4 separate regions of the Sus scrofa genome follow, and regions 1, 3 and 4 are each linked to region 2. The links are chromatin contacts, called in public Hi-C and HiChIP or PLAC-seq maps. All regions are on one chromosome and are shown on one strand. Each heading gives the region's core, a stretch centred on a gene start, on an enhancer-like site or on the middle of the called end of the contact. The rest is flanking DNA. Distances are from core to core; before and after follow the strand shown. Region 1 overlaps LOC102163604 (a long non-coding RNA gene). Region 2 holds the start of FJX1 (four-jointed box protein 1). Region 3 holds the start of APIP (methylthioribulose-1-phosphate dehydratase). Region 4 has its middle 20 kb from the start of TRAF6.

Region 1 (2,822 bases), core at 242-2,741, 580 kb before region 2:
GACCTCGCTGCCCCACCCCCACCGCTTCAACCCACTAGCAAGTCCTGTTGGGTCTGAAATACATTTGCATGGGCTCACCCTCTTCATCTCCGCACTGTCACTTCTCAGTAGCCTCTCAGCACAGTGACATCTGTCATTTGCCTCCCAATCCTTCATGTGCCTCATCACACCAACCGTCAGGTCCAGGGGTCCTCTAAGCTCTTTCCTGCCACAGGGCCTTTGCACACACTGCTTCCTCACCCCCTTCCACTCCCCATCCCCACGCAGCACTCTTTCCCCTAGTTTTCACATGATTGCCTCCTTCTCATTTTTAGGGCTCAGCAAGAAAGCCACTTCCTTAGATTTTCTCAGGCCATCCTCTCTAAAGAAGATTCCTCCTTTTCTTCTCAGTTGCAGAATCCCATTTGTCTCCTTCCCACTCCCCGATATCAACTCTTCTTTATGAATTTATGTGAACACTTATCTATTTAATGAGTCATTGTTTGTCTCCCCACTAGAAAGTACCATGAGGGGGAGAAGCTTGTCTGTGTTGCTCGACCTATATCCCCAGAACCAGCACAGGTCTACACAATGGATGTGCTCAGGAAATATTTGCTAAATGAACATAATAAATCCATGGGAGATGCATCGTGTTATTGCCTTGTTTAGACAGTCTGTGCTTCCTCGTCGTCCTCAGTATAGGTGCCACTCCATGTCCCGTGGCAGTTTCTTTTCCTCTCTCCTCCCTTCCCTCCTCTCACTCTCCCTTTCTTTCTGTCTGTCTCTCTTTAGGGCTGCACCTGCAGCACATGGAGGTTCCCAGGCTAGGGGTCAAATTGGAGCTGTATCTGCTAGCCTACACCACAGCCACAGCAACACCAGATCTGAGCCACATCTGCAACCTACACCGCAGCTCACGGAAACACCAGATCCTTAACCCACTGAGCGAGGCCAGGGATCGAACCTGTGTCCTTAGGGATACTAGTCGGTTCTTTACTGCTAAGCCACAACGGGAACTCTGAGTTACAGTTTCTCCACCACCTGCCTTGAGCTCACCTTTACCAGCTTCCTCATCAGCCCTGTGGGGGGCAAGATGGAAAGGGTTAAACCAGAAGTGGTGCCACATTGCAGACGGAGCACTGGCCCCAGGGAGTAGATATGATCCTGGGCAGAGCTTCGATTCTGTGATGTCTAATTTTTTCTTTTTAAAACAATAACGAGCATCAAGCTCTGGACACAGAAGCCAGGGGAGCAGCTTGAGATCAGCAGGGACAGCTCTCAGCGCCTCCGGTGGCTGGGGAGAGATGCGGGTGTCCCACGCCCACGGCCCATCGGAGAGCAGGGGCCACGCCCACCTTCTTCCCTCACCATCTCCGGCGCCTGCTTACATGGTATTTGGCATCGCCCTGCATTTTGGGTGATGAAGTTGAGTGAAAGCACGTACATGGGGACCAGAGAGCCTGTCCCACTCATGTCACAACTAAGAGGCAGCGAGACTGCAAACAAGCCCCCAGGGGGCGTGGTCCCTGTGAGGGACACCCCACGTTAGAGACCTTGACCGAGACTTCAGGTCGCTGGTGAAGGTGTCCTTCCAGCCCAGCTTCGTTCTGCTCCCCACCCTGACACATTTATCTGGCAAATTAAACTCATCTCTGCCGGCTCCTTGCAAAATGGCTCTGCTCCAGCCTCTAAGCTCAGCACCAGGCGGCTGCCAGGTGCCTGCAGAAAGCATTTCCTACAGTTCTGGGTGGGGCCTCTGGCCTCAGCCCTGACCTCTGCAGTGTGGGGGTGGGGGGGAGTGGAGTTTCGAGAAAGAGCTGGCACTTTCTAGGTGTTTCTCCACCGACACAGCCCTTCTGAACGGCGTGAGCTTTTCCTTAGCAGACTCAGAAACCTGTTTGTGTTTCTCATCAACCCAGTGGGATGGATCTGCCGACAGTGGGACCCACTTCGACTTTGTCACATAAAGCCTCTGGCCGTCATGTGCCCTAAGCCATCCTCAGGTCAGGAAACAGAGGCTCAGAGACGTGAAATAACTCACTGGAGCTCACACAGCTAAGTGTCTTCTGGTCCCATTTCTTTGGGGTGGGGGGGACGGGGAGCCGCAACCACTACATGCAGAATTTCCCTGGCCAGGGGTCGAACCCGAGCCATAGTAGTGACAATGCTAGATCCTTAATCACTAGGCCACCAGCGAGCTCTGGTTTTCCATTTCTGGAAAAACTAAGGCACAGGAATTTACAATGCGAAGAAGCCTTTTTCCAGGGCAGGGGGAACAGAATCAAAATCAAGGAGAAGACGTGGGTGGGGAAGGTGGGGGCTACTGGCCCCCTGAGGCTGGGAACGCCAGGCTGTCCTGCTGGGGAGGGAGCTGCTCCAGATGGACTCGAGTTCAGAGGGACCTTGTGACATTCAGGGCAGTTGGGAACAGAGGACAGAACCAAAGAAGAAAGCTGGGGGTTGGGGAGGGGCCCATGTCAGAGGGCTACAGCTCCTGGCAGCAGGACGTGGTTATTCCAGGCAGCAGAGGGAAGATTGGGGCCGGGAGGAAGGGGGGTGGGCAGGAAATGCTGCTGGCTTTGTGGAGAGCGTCTCTGGCTCTGGGGAGGCTTCAAGCCCGTGCCTTATGTTGAGATGTCTGTGGCTTTCTCGAAAGCCTCTGTCTGAAGGTCCTCACGAAACTGGTCCAGCGGCCACTCAGCTCTCCTGCCAGCTGGCATCTCAAGTATCATTGGTTGAGTGAGTGAGTGAAGGGGTGTGTGTCTGGAGAGGAGGGTTTAGTTTGGGGCCTGCTGCCCCAGGGGAAACCAAGTCTCAGGGGGACGGTGTCCATCACAGAGACC
Region 2 (2,922 bases), core at 5-2,504:
GCTGGAGGCCCAGCAGGCGTGCCAGGTAGTAAGACAGGGCCTCGCCCTGTATCTGCTCCGGGTTGATGCCGTAGCGCACGCAGGCGCGGGTGCCGTCGGCGAAGCGAGCCAGCCGGTTGGAGCTGCGCCCGCAACCCCCGCGCTCCAGGGCCACCACCCGGGCGCTGCGCGCCGCCTCCAGCCACGCCGCCGCCTGGGCCTCGGAGAAGCCCGGGGGCACCTGCTCCTCCAGGCCGCGGCTCCAGAAGACGCCCCCGTGCACCGCGGCGCGTTCCTCCGGCCAGGACCGTCCGGTTGGCACGTGCCGCCTGCGCTCACCCGGGGGCTGCCCGGGCGGGCCGTCAGAGCTCGCCGCCAAGGTGAGCAGAACCCGGAAAGTTTTCAGGGAGCCGCCGCGGGCGTCCCGCGCCAGGGGCGGGGGCAGAGGGAAGCGAGGCGCTGGCTCCCGGCCTCCGCTCCGGGCCGGGCGCCGAGGGAGTCGGTCTTTGGGCGTCTGAGAGGCGGGCAGCTCGGTCCGCGGCGGCAGGAGCCCGCCCCACAGCGCTAGCAGCGAGCCCAGCGCCAGTAGCCAGAGCCCCGCGGTGGCGGCGGCGCCCCGCATCCTCCAGCCCATGCTTCCCCGGCCGGGCCGGTGCCGCCGCCGCTTCAAGCCAAGCCCCGGCGCCCGGGTCTCGGCGGCGAGGCGGGCCCGGCAGCTCGTTGGCTCCGGGGCTCCGGGCGCCTCAGCTCCATCGCTGCAGCGGGGCGCTGCGAGACTAGCCGGCGCTCTGCCCGGCGCTGAGAACTAGCCTCGCTGCCGCTTCCCAGCTGCTTTTGTATTTCGCTGTGAGACCCTCCGGCGGGCGCGATTCACAGGCGCCCGGACCACGTGGGAGCGAGGGGGGATCCCCCTCCCCCTCCTCCTCCGCCGCTCCCCGCCCCCCTTCACTCCCCCGCCCCTTCCTCTTCTCTTCCCCTTAAAGCGGCGATGGCTCTTTCCAAGCGGGAGAAGCGGTCCCACACTCACTCAGGGACTTAGGGGCCAGGAGCAGGAAGCCGGGTTGGCGGCGCCCGCGTGGGGGCGTCGGAGCCGGCAGCACCGAGCTGAAGTCACGCGGGGTGGGAGCTACGCGCCTCTGGCTCTCGCGGGGGTTAGAGTGGTCGCGGAGTCCCTGCACTAGGGAAGCTCCCGTCCTCCAGCAAAGTTCAGACTAACCCCCACCGCTCTCTCCGCGCCGCCCGGCGTGGATTGGGGCGGGTCCCTTTGCCTTCTCCGTTGCAGACGGTGATTCACCCTGCCTTATGTAAATCCCTGGGAATCTCTCCGAGCCACAGAGGATATGACTCCAGCCCGGTTAGGAGAACCATCTGTAGCAAACAACTTTGAACCGACACCCCCTTTCCTGAGCGCGCTCACCACACTGGTCCCTGAGGGCTGTGCGCTTTGAGGTTGGTAGCTCCGCCTTTCCCGAGGGACTCACTGGGAATTAAACTTTGCTGTGCCCAAACACCTAGGCAGGTGTTCAACAAAGTATCTGTCCTCAGTTCTGGTCAGAGAGCAGTAAAATGCGGAGATGCGGTCCCCGTGCTTACGAAGCTCACATTCTAGGGAGATGTACCGGTTGCCCCAGAGAGCTTTGTTACCGAGGATCAGATCTGATGCAGGAGAAGGGGCTTCGGAGACCATTTCTCCAATGAAATGGTCCTCTTTTGCCCAGGAGGAAACTGAGGCAGAGAAGGGATAGGCGAACTCAAGATCCCAGAGGTAGCAAGTGGAGAAACTAAAATTCAAACTGAGGTCTCTGGGCAGCATGCCACTTGATTTTCCCTCTAGGGAGAAAGTTCACTATCTTTATCAAGTTGTTAGCATTCTCCTTTTTTAAAAGACCATTGTCATTTAGCTAGTCACTATATTCCTCAAATAGGATTTTCAATTCAACAAATGAAAAAAAAAATCCACCATATTGCATTTGACTTCATAGTTTAATGGTTTAAGGGAAGAAGTGGTTGGAGGAGGGGGTGGAGGAGCAAAAAAGTAAAGAATAAAAAAACAAAACAAAACAAACCATATTGTCTTCCAGCCACTTTTGCATTCAGTCCTCCTAGAGAGCTCTTGGATAAGAATCGGCTCTCCCTCTCACTTCCCTGAATGAGCCTGTGTCCCAGATCCAAATCAAGATTCTCAGGTAAGACACAAGTTTGGGGGGGATGGGGGTGGAATCCACCTCTGAAAGCAGGAGTTTGAAATCTGTTTCCTTTCATGTGTTTCTTTTCTTTCTTTTTATCCCCCATCAGATACAAATGGGGGTTTTCACTGCAACAGCTCATGACCTGGCCTTGATTATATTTATGCTCCAAAGAATGAATATTCTAGAGTTAGAGGGCAGATACTCTAAAGTTTGTGACTAAGAGGGTCCAAGGACCACACCTGGGGCCTTCCAGTGCTGATCCAGTGTAGTGTCAAGTGTTTCCATAGTGACTGAAGTGTTGGGTCTTTGCTGAATCTCTTCTGCACCCCACGGTGGCAGTACCATGCCATTTTATACATATTACCTGATGATATTACTATGGCCCCCATATGGATATATCAAAATCTTAATTCATTAAAGGTACTCTCTTCATGCTCTGTGCAAACTCCTAACCCTCATCTTTCCCTAATGGGGAAGGACTATGTCGTAACAACTTTCTATGTGTCTTTATCACCTAACATAGTATATTGCACTAAAAAAGTGCTCAGTAAATTGAGTTTAATTTTTTATCTTTTGGTTTTACTTTTGAGAATTTTTTTTTTTTTGAATGCGTTGCTTTCAGCTTGGATAAACTATAAGCAAGATCCCCACCTTGTGGGCATAAGTAGAATATCATCTAACTAGAGAGAAGTATACGCTTTCAACAGGTCGGTTAATTAAGTTAAAGTCTGAGAATATTATCTGGCCACCATGG
Region 3 (2,896 bases), core at 21-2,520, 670 kb after region 2:
ACAAGGGTTAAATCATAACCCACTGCAGTTGCCCAGCGACAGACAGTGCAACCTGAGAGGAATTCAGGATGAAGCACTGGGTGTTTTGGATAAAGAGGCCCTTAGATAATTCGAAACACATTTCAAGAAGAATTTTAATGATCCTGAATTCTTATATCTTCCCATTCATAGAAAAATACTAAAACCATTAACCTGAGATATCTGCTCTTTGTGATTAGCAGTAATCTTTTATCAACCTGTATGCCTAACCGCATTTATCTCCTAGCCAAAAAATTCACATACAATCTGGCTTCTCTACCTCTGCAGAGCGGCTGTCTCCCAGGCTAAAATCCTCACTCATATTCTGAATAAAACTTAAAACTCACAACACTTGGGCGGCCTGGCTTTAAGTCGACACTTCTTGGTAAGCTTCTCCCCCTAAATTTCCACTCTTTCAAGCCATGTTTCGCATAAAACATTTTTCCGGACCTATGCCTATGATGCCTAGACATTTACAAATTGAGTCCTTTACCAGTACTCGCGTGAGGCAACCCCGCTGGCCTCTAAGATCTTCCAGTAGACAAGGGTGAAAACAATGAATAAAAACCACTAACGTGACGTCTAAATCTCAGCAAACTTGGGCAACTTGACAACTCTAAAGGAAACTAACAATGACTAGGAAGGGGCTTGAGAGAGGCCGCACAACCCCAAATCCAAGGCAAGGTCACGGAGAAGCCATACCAACCAGGAGGCCAGGGAACGGAGTCAAATTCTCCTAGCTTCCAAAAAACCCTTTGCGGCATGCACGAGGCCAAGTCAGCAGAACCCTCCCCGAGACAAAGCCAAGGGAGCGGGGAGGCTCCGGGCACCTCCACACCCAGGTGCAGGCCCTTAATCAAAAAGCCCCTGCCCCAGGCCCGTTGCTCAGATGCACAGAGGAGCTGAGCGCGTCCCGGCCACTCACCCCAAAGAGACTGCGTGCTGTGATACCATCTCCAACTAGCTCCGCGGCCGAGAGACCATCCAGCAGCTCCCTTCACCAGCCCCGGGCAGTTGCCAAAGCCCAGGAGGCAACGCATCACCCGCGGGTCACAGCCTAGCCTCCAGGAGGCCGCCATCTTCCCAGCCTTCTCGCGGGCTGCCCTCAGCACAGCCTGTTCGCCCAGTCATCAAGGCCCTACAAGGCCCCGCCTCCCACCCCGTTGGACACGCCCCCTGGACGCCCGCGACTCGTAAACCGCAGGAATCAAGCAGCTCTTCTAGCTCCGCCTCCAAACTCGTTGGCCTCGCCTCCCGGTCATGAGGCTGCGCGGTTGGGCCTCCGGTCAGCGAGGCCCTCCCGGACCCGCCTTTCGTCTTGTCCGCCCCGCCTCCGGACTGCCCTCCACACCGCCTGATTGCATTTCTGGCCTCGCCGTGTTAGCCCCAACTGAGGGCCGGGAGCAAAGCCTTGCGAAGACCGGAGGGCGCGGGTACCTCTGCTCCCGGCCATGTCTGGCTGTCACGCTCCAGAGGGAGACTGTAGCTCGCGGCAATGCCTCGCGCAGGTAGGGGCGGGGCCGCCGGCGCCTTCTATTCCCTGGAAGCGAGGCGCCTGCGGGGCTCGGCGGCGGAAGCTAGGCGCGGGCGGGGTGGGGTTTCGGGCCGGACCCAACGGGACCCTCGCGCACCGCGGTTTCCGCTGCGGGTGCTGACCTAAGTCCCCGGCTCCCGCTGAGGTCTTTGCTCCACCGGCTGGGGTTCTCTGGAGACAGGAGCTGGGCACCAAACCTTGAATAAGGAAAAATAACGGAGGAGAGCGGTATTAAGTGTGTATTTCAAAGTAACTTCTCATGAAGACCGGGGAAACGTGAAGCCGCGGGTGAAACGGAGCTCAGACTATGAGCTCTTCTGCGCCCTGGCGACCAGCCTGACATTTGGCGCGTAGTAGGTACTTGGGAAACGTCCCCGAGCCGGATCTGTTCAGTAGCTGGCACTTTCTCTGCGCAAGTTGCTCTTTGCCTGCTTCTGTTTAGATTGGTTGTGGGATGATCTAGGAAGGATTTTTCCTTAAGCAGAAGTCACAGGAAGATTCCACCCTCGGGCTGCACATAACTTTTCATTCACTTCTGCATGCCAACAATTTATGGAACACCCATGTGCTCAGGGTGGTAATTAAGACAATGGCCTGGGTTCTGGAGGAGAGCTAGACCAGTAAACCATTACAAGTGAGAAGCGCTGCTGAAGAGACTGGGAATTCCCCCTCAAATCACGACCTGATTCTTTATTCCTCCTGTTATTCTTCCTTGGGGCAGAAGGTCCCAATTAAAAAGTAAAAGGTGGCAGATTTTATTAGGAAAAACTTATCAGCCAGTATTTCTGTGAATAAATGACTTTCCAGAGATGAGCAAAGTCACTTGTTTTCTTCCTCTCACTTATTACAATTTACGTATTTATTCCTCTTTTCACTGCCAACTAAAAATTGTCACCCACCCGCTGCCTCCACAAGGTTTAGGTCATTAGCCGCTGCAGTCAGCCGCTGACCTTCAGCACACTCTTGAAAGAAGGCCAGGGAGATCAGGAATGAGGCACTCTGTGTTCTGTGAAAAACTGGCAGACTAGGCCTTCTGATAGTTAGATATTTTCAGGAGATTTTATGACCCCAATTTCTTGTGTCTTCTCATATCTAGAAGAGCAGTAAGATCATTAATGGTGCCATCTGCTCCTCATGATTAGTGAAATCCTCTGCAGAAGCAGGTGCTTGATTTCAGGTATCCACCTTCCCCAAATCACATATATACTGAACTCCCCCCCCCCGCTTCTAGCAGTTCCTCCCTCGGCGCTGAGAGGCTGTCTCCCAGGCCTCATTTTGCCTCAAATAAAATTTAACTCATGACTCACACTGTGCCTTTTTTTTTCAGTCAACATCACTTTTTTA
Region 4 (2,922 bases), core at 302-2,801, 790 kb before region 2:
TGTTGAGTTCCTGTTGCAGCTCGGTAGGTTAAGAACCTGACATAATATCCGTGAGGATGCAGGTTTGGTCCCTGACCTCGTTCGGTGGGTTTAGAATCCAGCGTTGTGGTGTAGGTCACAGACGGCTCAGACCCTGCGTTGCTGTGACTGTGGCATAGGTTCGCAGCTGTGGCTCTGATTTGATCCCCAGCCTGGGATCTATGCCACGGTGCGGCCCTAAAAAGACAAAAAATTTGCTGTTGCTTAAAGCTTACTAGTGCCACAGAATTTGTGAGTGGTTTTCCTAACCCATCTGGACTCTGAAATACTGTGTTTTGTGAAGGGGTGAATGAAAAGGGGAAGGAGGTAGACATTTATCCTACAAAGACTGAAAATCAATGTTCAGTTTAAGAACAGGCTGTGTGAAAGGGTGGGGAAGCCATCCTGACTTAACTGCCACACACCCTGCCCTGCTCCCCGACCCCCACCACGCACAGCATGGAACAGCCCTGCTTCTGCCAGCTCAGCCATGGGCTGTCTCCGTCAGGTCCATACAGTTGAATTGCAGGGTCAACCAAGGGCTAAACAGGGTCTCTGTGCTCCATGTAGTCGATCAGGTGCCTTGTTTCTAAACCCGTGTGATGAATGTAGGTTCACGTTTATCTCTCAAAGGCATGAGTTTTTAACCTTAGACCACATCTTGGTTGCAAGGATATGATCCAAACCGTGTTCCCTGATTGGCACCTCGTTGAATATTAACTTAGAAGAAAACACATGCCAGACTGACATGCCTACCCCTCCTGTTGGTTGTTGATACTTTCTTAGCCTCTACATTACACCAGTATCTTTACCCCACAAGTACTCTAAATAAAATGAAATACGGATATTTCAACTGTTTTTTAGTAAGACTGCTTTAATTTTTGTCTTTTTTCTATTTTGGAGACTCTGTAACTCACTAATAGGGAGGAAAAAATCATAGGCACTAATTTTCACTTGAAATGAAATTAATGTTCTGCCCTTTCAGGAAATAATAAATGAGGATTCATTCTAGTCCTTGGTTTAGGCTGTGGTTTCTGCCCCAGAGCCTGAAAGACTGCATTTCGCAAAACAAAATTAGGCCCAAGGGGAAAGAAACTAGTGAGAGTGTGAAACCAGACAACTGGTTGAACTTATTGTGAAACAGGTAAATGAGAAGCCTTAGTTCTCACCAGTTTCTGCGCTGTGTTCTCCCCGCCCCTCCTTAGCGTTCAGATGCTCCATGGATAAGTTTTGAAGTAATGGCTGTCTCTTGTGGGGCAGTTAAAATCATTTTTAATAAGCTTTCAAAGGGTCAACCCCTATTTCTTCTAAAATAGACTTAATTTCCCTACGTGGAATGTGAAAGCTGGTAAGACATGTAATTGCTTTATAAAACCCCACCTTTATTTTTAAATTAAATATTCAAAAGTGAAGTAGTTATTAATCCCAGAATAAGCTATAGAAATTTAAAAAAAAATTCTGCCTCTTGGGTTACATTTGACACTGTCAAAAGTTCAGGAAAAAACAGAAGTAAAACCAATGAATCATTGAAGTGGTAATTGGTAAAAGTTTATTGCACATGCACCAAAGGTTTGCAAACTGGGAGCATTTGAACCAAAACCTGGAATGCAGCTCAGAAGTGTATTGTTATAATGCAGCTTATCTAGCTTGGGGACAGTGTTTTTTTTGTTAATAGTTATTGTTTACAGTATTAGAATTTTCTTAAATGAAAGAGAATTGGTTAGTGTTTATTATCAATTTGGGGGAACAGTTTAAGTTTCGCTTATGGTTTTCAGAGGCATAAGCAAGAAGTGACATAGGTCAAGTTAGCCTCACTTGTCTTGCAAGATAAGCTAAATTAAGAGTTGCTTGAATGACTAGACTGTTTTGTCTTCTCAGGCAGTTTTCAGGTTTTAACAACACATCTAGTCCATTCTTACAGATGTCTGTTACAGTGTTGTCATAGTCTCAAAACTAACTTTTGTACAAGGACCAGCAGGGGTAGGATTACTTCGTAAAGTGATGGTTGTAGCCTTGGCAGAAAATGATGCATAATCACAAAGTTTTTGCTAGGCTGGGTAGGGTTTTGTACATTTTAATATAAAAGTGGGTCAGCAAGTCTGATCTTCACAGAATTTATGCTACGGAAAGCTAAATAATAGAACTGCACTGAAAAATAGATCTCCAAATCCTGAAAAATAATCCTTCCCCTTCTTACCCCACTTTCCTCCTAGCTGCTCTATCCTGACTGGCAGAGGGTGATTTAAAAATAGAGCGCGAGTTCTGTCTGAGGAGGTCTGGCCTCTTCGTCTTAATCCTTAGTTCCTTTGCCCAGGCTGGTCATTTCACTTGAGGTGTCTAGATAAAGTAGACAAAGCCCCACCGAAAGGGCTTAAGGATGGTAACTAGTCATTCCTTCTTAGACTAGTTAGGAGCCTGAACGTAGAATTTATTTCCAACTGATTTGAGATTCCTTTGGAGCCATTGTGAAAGATGGAAAGGAAGTAAGGCAGGTTTTCTGAATACAATTAGAGTAATAGAATTGAAATTGACTGTTTTTTATGCCTTTAGGGTCCATGTTTTTGGAATTTTTTTTTCACTACCCACAATAAATTAGACTAGATAGAGATAAATGAATAAATAATATGTACCCACCTAACATGAAAGGTTTATCAAACACTTGCTTTTAGTACATCTGATGCATTCTGATATTTTCTGTTCTTTTTTCACTTATAAAATATAGTCCCCAGAGCACAAATGGGTTTATCACAATGCCTTGCCTCCAGAGTCAAGATCTGAGGATTTAAAGTAGCCCAGAAGGCTAGAGGCCAAGTACACATACACACACAGTCAAGTGTCCACTGGGGTTAGTGGGGCCTTCCAGACTGTGCCTTGCTCTTGTTCCACCCAGTCTGGGCTCCAGCC

The links. Hi-C and Micro-C count contacts between places; a contact is called where the count stands out from the background. HiChIP or PLAC-seq counts read pairs in DNA pulled down with a chosen protein or histone mark.
Region 1: an H3K27ac HiChIP or PLAC-seq map of alveolar macrophages shows a contact between it and region 2. The contact joins the enhancer-like site here to the promoter of FJX1 in region 2. A contact is called at or near these places in 3 of 5 promoter capture datasets (fetal skeletal muscle, liver and skeletal muscle), 25 of 47 Hi-C or Micro-C datasets (alveolar macrophages, brain, embryonic fibroblasts and 15 more) and 2 of 2 datasets of contacts at active chromatin or transcription factors (alveolar macrophages and skeletal muscle).
Region 3: a Hi-C map of fetal skeletal muscle shows a contact between it and region 2, with 2.6 times the contacts expected there. The contact joins the promoter of APIP here to the promoter of FJX1 in region 2. A contact is called at or near these places in 1 of 5 promoter capture datasets (liver), 2 of 47 Hi-C or Micro-C datasets (embryonic fibroblasts and fetal skeletal muscle) and 1 of 2 datasets of contacts at active chromatin or transcription factors (alveolar macrophages).
Region 4: an H3K27ac HiChIP or PLAC-seq map of alveolar macrophages shows a contact between it and region 2. The contact joins the enhancer-like site here to the promoter of FJX1 in region 2. A contact is called at or near these places in 9 of 47 Hi-C or Micro-C datasets (embryonic fibroblasts, fetal skeletal muscle, fibroblasts and 5 more) and 2 of 2 datasets of contacts at active chromatin or transcription factors (alveolar macrophages and skeletal muscle).

Annotation. Positions count from the first base shown.
Region 1 is chr2:24,845,565-24,848,386 of Sscrofa11.1, forward strand. The region is part of intron 1 of LOC102163604 (a long non-coding RNA gene); the gene reads right to left. Among named protein-coding and RNA genes, the nearest start is that of COMMD9, 28 kb to the left of the region's middle. Within about 2 kb of position 1,492, at least 8 of the 83 cell types and tissues checked have an H3K27ac peak or open chromatin away from gene starts, as enhancers often do. A contact at or near this core is called in alveolar macrophages, omental adipose tissue and skeletal muscle, where this site is marked.
Region 2 is chr2:25,422,295-25,425,216 of Sscrofa11.1, forward strand. FJX1 (four-jointed box protein 1) reads right to left here and starts at 1,255. Exons shown (of 1, transcript XM_003353898.4): 1 at 1-1,255. The coding sequence starts at 613. It also overlaps a transcript of PAMR1 not described here.
Region 3 is chr2:26,093,750-26,096,645 of Sscrofa11.1, forward strand. It overlaps APIP (methylthioribulose-1-phosphate dehydratase), which reads left to right and starts at 1,271. Exons shown (of 8, transcript XM_003122870.3): 1 at 1,271-1,526. The coding sequence starts at 1,470. It overlaps PDHX (pyruvate dehydrogenase protein X component, mitochondrial), which reads right to left and starts at 1,146. Exons shown (of 13, transcript XM_003122869.4): 1 at 944-1,146. The coding sequence starts at 1,097.
Region 4 is chr2:24,627,395-24,630,316 of Sscrofa11.1, forward strand. It overlaps a transcript of TRAF6 not described here. Among named protein-coding and RNA genes, the nearest start is that of TRAF6, 20 kb to the left of the region's middle. Within about 2 kb of position 1,552, at least 4 of the 83 cell types and tissues checked have an H3K27ac peak or open chromatin away from gene starts, as enhancers often do. A contact at or near this core is called in alveolar macrophages, where this site is marked.